2 separate regions of the Ovis aries genome follow, and region 2 is linked to region 1. Evidence: chromatin contacts called from public Hi-C data. All regions are on one chromosome and are shown on one strand. The core of a region is the stretch at or near the end of the contact, and the rest is flanking DNA. Distances in the headings are between cores, read along the strand shown. Region 1 holds the start of MAML2 (mastermind like transcriptional coactivator 2). Region 2 overlaps MAML2 (mastermind like transcriptional coactivator 2).

The links. Hi-C and Micro-C count contacts between places; a contact is called where the count stands out from the background.
Region 2: a Hi-C map of tail adipose tissue shows a contact between it and region 1, with 3 times the contacts expected there. The contact joins the enhancer-like site here to the promoter of MAML2 in region 1. A contact is called at or near these places in 2 of 16 Hi-C or Micro-C datasets (skin fibroblasts and tail adipose tissue).

The regions. Positions count from the first base shown.
Region 1 is chr15:13,510,762-13,514,044 of ARS-UI_Ramb_v3.0, reverse strand. MAML2 (mastermind like transcriptional coactivator 2) reads right to left here and starts at 1,459. Exons shown (of 5, transcript XM_015100757.4): 1 at 1-1,459. The coding sequence starts at 173.
Region 2 is chr15:13,665,242-13,668,524 of ARS-UI_Ramb_v3.0, reverse strand. All of the region lies in intron 1 of MAML2 (mastermind like transcriptional coactivator 2), which reads right to left. Among named protein-coding and RNA genes, the nearest start is that of MAML2, 150 kb to the right of the region's middle. Within about 2 kb of position 1,669, at least 11 of the 54 cell types and tissues checked have an H3K27ac peak or open chromatin away from gene starts, as enhancers often do. A contact at or near this core is called in tail adipose tissue, where this site is marked.

The DNA.
Region 1 (3,283 bases), core at 210-2,709:
TAGCGTCCTTCACAGCTCAGGTGGTGCTGGCGGCAGACGGCGATGCGAGCTCGAAGGCGCTCCACGATGGCACTGTGCACTCTCGGGGTGACCGAGCCCCCTCCAAGGAGCCCCGCCCCGGGGGCCCCCCCTAGCCCTCCCGTGGGGGCCTGCGGGGGCGCTGTGTCCCCCATCTTACTGGACACAATGATTGCTGCCCGTGGGATGGTGAGGTGGTGGGAAGCTATAGCCGGTTAGCACAGGCAAATCTGCTTTTGACAATCTGCGCTCAGAGCTCAGGACCACATGAATAGAAGTCTTCAGAGGCTGGGGGCGGTGGGGCGGGGGGGGGGGCGCGTAGTGGAGAAGGTATGGGGGAGGGGAGTGAGTAAAAAGAGGGTGAGGAGAAAGAAGAGAAACCAATGGCAGAGGATAAGTTGGAAACAAACCCTGATCAACTTGCTCTAATTGTATTTGACAGCTCTGGAGAAGTTGGAGAGAGTTAGTGGGGATTCCCCCCAACCCGCCCCCCCCCAACACCAAGCTGACAAGAGGTACTTTGTAAACACACGATCTGGGGGTTAGAGCAGGAACTCAGGGATTGTCAAGCAAGAGACAGGAACAGACAGCAAAGGGAATTGTGAGAGGTATTAACAGAGAGCTGGACTCCCCCGTCACCTAGTCGTTTCCGAAGATTCTTTTATGGGGATGTTTCTGCAGAGGAACCCACATCTACCATGGTCTCTGTAACCCACGGCCTTTACTTTTCCGCAATTTTTTTTTTTTAAAGTGCTGTTTCAGAAGCTTTCTGAAGTCAATGTTCAAAACGTACAAAAATCAAACAGAGATTGTCTTTTGGCTTTTAATTTTTCCTCCCTTTCCCTTTGCTCCGGTGTTTCCTCCTCTTTGGGGGTGCTGTAGGATGTGGTCTTCTCCCCAAAGAGGGAGACAGCTTTTCAATTGTTAATGTCAGTAATTGGACTTCTGGACCATGCTTTTTTCTTCAGCTAATCCAATCACCGGTAAAATCCTCATTCCCTCTAAGGTTTCCCAGCCTTAAATGAAAGCAGTCTGAAGTCACTAGCCACTGAGAGAGAGATCCTTCAACACATTTTTTTTTTTCTTCTTCTTCTTTCCCGCTTACGTTTCTAGTCCTCACCCCCGGCTCGATTCTAATACAGTATCAAGAGAGACAAACTCTTCCGAGAGTAATTTACAAACGATGGTCAAACTTACAAACTTCCAGTAAATTGCACCGAGTCATGTCCAGCCACTTTTCTGTCCACTTTTGTACATTCCATCCCCGGCCAGTGGATCTGAGGGTCTGGACTCGCAATAAGCAATGTGGTTCTATCTCTTGGATTGCTCCGCTTTTAGAGATGGAAAAGAAAGTAGCCGGTCTTTTCCTTTCTCTTTTTCCCGTCTGTTGTTCGCCGCTGGGCTGACACTGGCTCCGCCGCCCGGAGTCACGGCGATACACAGGCTTTCATTGTGCTCCGATAGGAGAGGGAGAGAAAGAGAGAGAGTGAGACAGAGGGAGAAAGAGAGCCAGCGAGCTGCAGGGGGGTGGGGGACGGAGGGCGGGGGAGCTCTCGCCCGAGGCTCCCTGGTGGAAGGCGGGTGCCACTGCACGGGCGAGCGAGGCGGCCGGTGCGGGGAAAGGGGAACGCAGAGGGCCTCCCAGCGGCAAGAAGTGGAGGATCCCGAAGCCTGCGCATCTCGGCGTCGGCGCGCGCAGCTCGCACTCCGGCTCGGCTCGGGCAGGACGGCGGTACGTTGGGGAAATTCCCCAACCTCTACCCGACTACTTCACCAGCCCGAAATGGTGCAGAAATTCCCGGCCAGTGGATGTATTTTCCCTGCCAGACCTCAGGTTACGCTCCCCGCCTCCACCCCTCGAGGATATCACTTTCATTTTTCAGTATGTTGTCAATGACACCCCTGGGCACTCTAGCGAGAGCTGGGTGAACACGGAGGAAATGTTCCTGGGTGTCAGAAAAGGAGGCGTAGGGTGTGTGCGTACTGGGGGAAACGGAGGAGTGGGTGAAGAGAAGAAATTACATCATTAGCTCCTAAAGGGCAGGCGAGTGTCTACCTGCTAGCCTGTTTTGTCTGTCTCTGGCTAAGTCAATCTCGGTGATCATAAGCAAAATCAGTAAGAATAACTAAAATATTCTATCACGATGAAATTACAAATATCAGTTCTCAAAAAGGAAAAAAAAAGAACAAAAAATATTTTTCTGAAAATACAAGATTCCCTATGACAAACCTAATGCAAGATCTGGGGCCTTCACGGTAGTCTGTTTACATACATAAGGAGGAAAATCATTATGCAGCAGTCCAGTTTCAAGTTCACTAACACAAAACAAACACATCTCTGACACACATTGTTGTCTCATCTTCAGATAATCCTACCTTTAAGCTCTCAAAATGCATGTTGGATTCTGCTGATTACCATTTATGGAGGATAAACTAAAGTGAGCACAATATTGTTCTAGTCAGGACCATATAGTCTGTTATGCTCATTTGGAAGTCATTTGGATTTGAGGTGTCAAGCAGTGGGGCTTTGTTAATCTAAACCACCTCTCGCATTTCAGTTACAAGCTCCTGCTTCAAACTGAGCTGTGGATAGAAATGAGTAAGATCAGTGCAAACATTTATCTAGTTTAGTTCTCGATAGGCTGGTCTACATTAGTTCATTTTCACAAATTCTAGAATGTTATTTTGGGATTTGGGACAAGTGCCTTCTGATGGAATGTAACTTTTTTTTTACTTTTCATTGGAACATACTGCTGTCTGTCCCTTCCAAGGCTAAGTTCCTCATCACTCATGGAGAAAAGCAGAAATATCTTTAGGTATGCAAATCTGAAAGAACTCTCTCATGAGGTGTCATTAAAAAGGGAAGGGGTTCTGATCATTTTAGATTGGTTTTTAAAAAGGTGTATTCATTAGACATTACCTCGAGTTACTATCAGCACTTAATATATTCAGCAGTCACACTTGATAAGAAAAAAACCTTAATAAATTTAAACACTGTTCACGCTACAGTTCTGCAGTAGCATGGATTTTGATTAATAACAGTTTTTGGTCAAAGCTGCTATTTCTAAATGATATAACTTTTACTAAACTTTTACTTCTAAGCTAGACAAGGACACACCTTAAAAACTTGTCCAGCAACAATTTAATAAATTTTCCTACTATGTTCTAGTGATGTAGGACTCTCCTTTACAGTGTCTTTTGTACACATTTGCCCTTTACAGCCATTTAAATTCAAGCTGACATCATTATCATACACCTCATTTCC
Region 2 (3,283 bases), core at 420-2,919, 150 kb before region 1:
CAGGCCAGAGCTGCCCACGTGCAAACTCTGTTGTCAGGTCCCCCAGCGCCGCCCCACTCACTGAGAACCACAGTCATGTTCTCCGGGACAGATAAAAAGCCAAACAAGATTTAAGTCCCAGGACACATTAGCGATAGTCTATGTACCAAGGAACCCCTTGCTCCTCCTTCAACATAACTAATTTTGAATAATAGGAAATAAATCTGGGTCAATTTTTTGGAGCTGTAAATCCAGACTCGGTAACTCTGACCTCCATTAACTTAGCTAGTATTTCAAATTCCATTGTAACAGTTGCTCTGACTCTTTGGGGGCTAGGAGGCAATCCAAGTAACCCAAGAGAAGTATTTCTTTCACATGCCTCAAAATCACCACTCCAGAAAGAATGTGCAGGGGGTGGGAGGGGGAGGCTGGAGCAAAAGACACTCTTTAATGTGTGGTCCCTTCCTCCTAACTCCTGCCTCTATTGCTTCTTCCTCATCCTTAACCTTTATGTCCCTTCAGCTGATGCTTGAGTCTCTTCTATAATGTTTCCATATTATTTTCAGGACCCTAGGATGATCAGGAGACCAGACCCTACTTACAGATAGCTTCCAGTCTAGCTGGAAAGACAGATCATTAAATAAGCAATCGTAGTAATCTTAGAAAGTGCTGTGCTAACTGAGGTGTCAGAAGTTATGGGAAAATCCCCTTCTGAGGGAGTGGGAGTGGAGACTTCAGAGAGGAAGCGATGATTCAGGAGGTGTAGGAGTAGCCAGGTGAAGTGTGAGAGTGAGAGTGGAGGAGAGCGTTCTGGAAGAGGGAATGACGTGGGCAAAGCTCCAGAAGGGAGAGAAGTTTGACACACTGGAGGAAGTGGAAATTCTGTCTGGAGACTCAGACTGAGGAAGCTAAGACCAGGTCAGGAGGAACTGGGTGGCAGAAAGCAATGAGAAGCCCCTGAGCGAGGGGCAGTGATCTGGGAAGTTATCTGATCAATTTGACATTCAGAAGCTGGCCAACGTGGAGAACGGACTGGAGGGACAGGAAGACTACAGCCAGGATAACATGTTAGAAAGATGTCAACGGACTCCGCAGTCACTGCTTCAGTCCCTCGGACCGCAGCAAGTCTGCTTTCTCTGGGCAGAGCTGAGTCAAACTCAGAACTCCCCTGAGGACCTGGAAATGCTCCTTCACATGGTGCCTCTGGTCAGACTCACTGATCGGGCACATTCTAATCCAGCTGTTATGTCTTCCCCATGGTCTCCGTGTTCCTGAGAAAGGAGTAAATTCCACGTGAAACATCACCAGTTCTTTCAGCTCTTCCACAGGTGACACTGTTTAACCAACCCTAAGGTAGATGGAGGGTCCAGGCCTCACACAGCCTGGCAGTTTACCTCTAAATTGACTTGTTCACATATATCTCTTTTGCTGTGTGGGTCCTGGGACTGAAAAGCATACCCAAGGTGTTCTGTGACTAAGACAAGGGTAGAGAAGGCTTTTCACCTCCCGTGGAGAGACCACCAGTTCTCTGGAAGTGGGCCGAGCGCTGGCAAGGTTCCTTCTCCATTAGTCACACCATCCCTGGTTTTCAGCTGCCCGCACCACTATTCCAAGTAAAGGTGACATGTCCCCACGACACCCGCAGCTAGGGGTGACCAGGTGACTAAGGCTTACGTGGAAGTGTTGTGAGAGACTTCTGGAAGGAGTCCTTTAAGAGAGGGGCAGTCCCTGCTGCCGCTGTGGCCACCGCCTCCTTCCTGACTGAGCCTGGCACAGCGTTCTGGTCCCCCACATGGAAGCCACATGTTGCTGAGGCTGGGATAGCATTGAGGGGGTGCGTGGATCCCTAACACTGGAAAGTGCCTCCCTCTCCTGGGCCAACCTTTGGGACTTCTTTCATAAGAGAGAGAAACAAACATTTATGCTGTTTAACTTTCTGTGATTTTTGTGTTTTCTGTCACTCATAACTGAAGCTAAAGCTGACTGATACACATTCCTTACTTGAGATAATTTATCTTTATTACTGAAGCCTAAGAATTTGCTCCCCTCCCTACCACATCATGTTACGAAATGGCTTTTAGCCTTTTCCTTTTGATCTGCCGTTAAGTGGCATGCTTCTTCACTGGAATGATATGTTAAAAATCACTAGGAATCTTCAAAGGAAGACTTGGCTTCAAGGATGGACAAAAAGAGAGGTGAGGTATTACACTGGGGCCTCATTCCTCAAAGCAGTTGTACCCTCTCTAAGATCCAGGTTTCTGGGGCTGTGAGTCTAATGAACAAGAGATGATAAACTGAGCACTTCTTTTTCCATCATGTAGAACTTGTGCTGGGGAGACGTGAGGTGCTGTGGGGCTGTTGTGACTCCATTGTTTTGGAAATTTGTCAGTGCTTCTGTCTGAGGTCTCACTGGCCCCCTGTTACTCTAGTTTCCCCCACGTCCAAAGCCCTGCTGCACTCAGGATTGCTAAATCCAGCTCTGCTTAGTCAAAAAGGTTTCTGTTGACTCATGTGAATATGCATCACTGGAAAACCGTGGCAACATTAATTGGCAGAAAGCCAAACCAAACCAGAAGTCTTCACATTTTCTATAAAAGATGAATACAATAATGAATGCAAACATCCATGTATGTTTCATCAGTTTGGTCTAATGCCAAAATGAAGACCATCTCATTAGTCAAGGTTCAGCTTCTATTCCATACAGAAGAGTATCACTTATTAGCATAAAGACGCTGAAATTATTTCTTGAGGGATGAGTAGGGGAAGGGTGGTCAGGAATCAACTTGGATAAATGAAGAAATTAAAGTACTTTCTACATATCTGAGGCATTCTGTTATATTGTTATCACTGACTAGAAGATAGTAGTTAAAACATGAACCGTCAGTCACAATGTCATCTTGTAAAGGAAAGAACAAATCTGACTCCATATTAGATTTCTTTCTTTTCCATTAACCTTTGCATTCTGTTGCTTTTGCTACAGGTTAAGAATGTTGCTTATAGTCTGAAATAGCCCATTCTCAAGGCTCTGATCTTTAAAAGTGTAATACTTTTCCATTCATCTAGAGATAAATAGTTTCAGAACAGAGACTATGGTTGTCTTGTTGGAGGTTTACAGGAACATCATGACCTGATCTACCTGGACAGCTGCAAGAATAAACGATTCCCACACCAAGAAGTTTGCAACAACCAACCACCCCTTTTAGTATAAAAGCTTGAATTCTAACTTGGGGGAAAGATGGTTCTCTGGGACACTAGTCCACCACCTTCTCAGTCTATGGCTTTCCAAATAAAGTCACTATTCCTT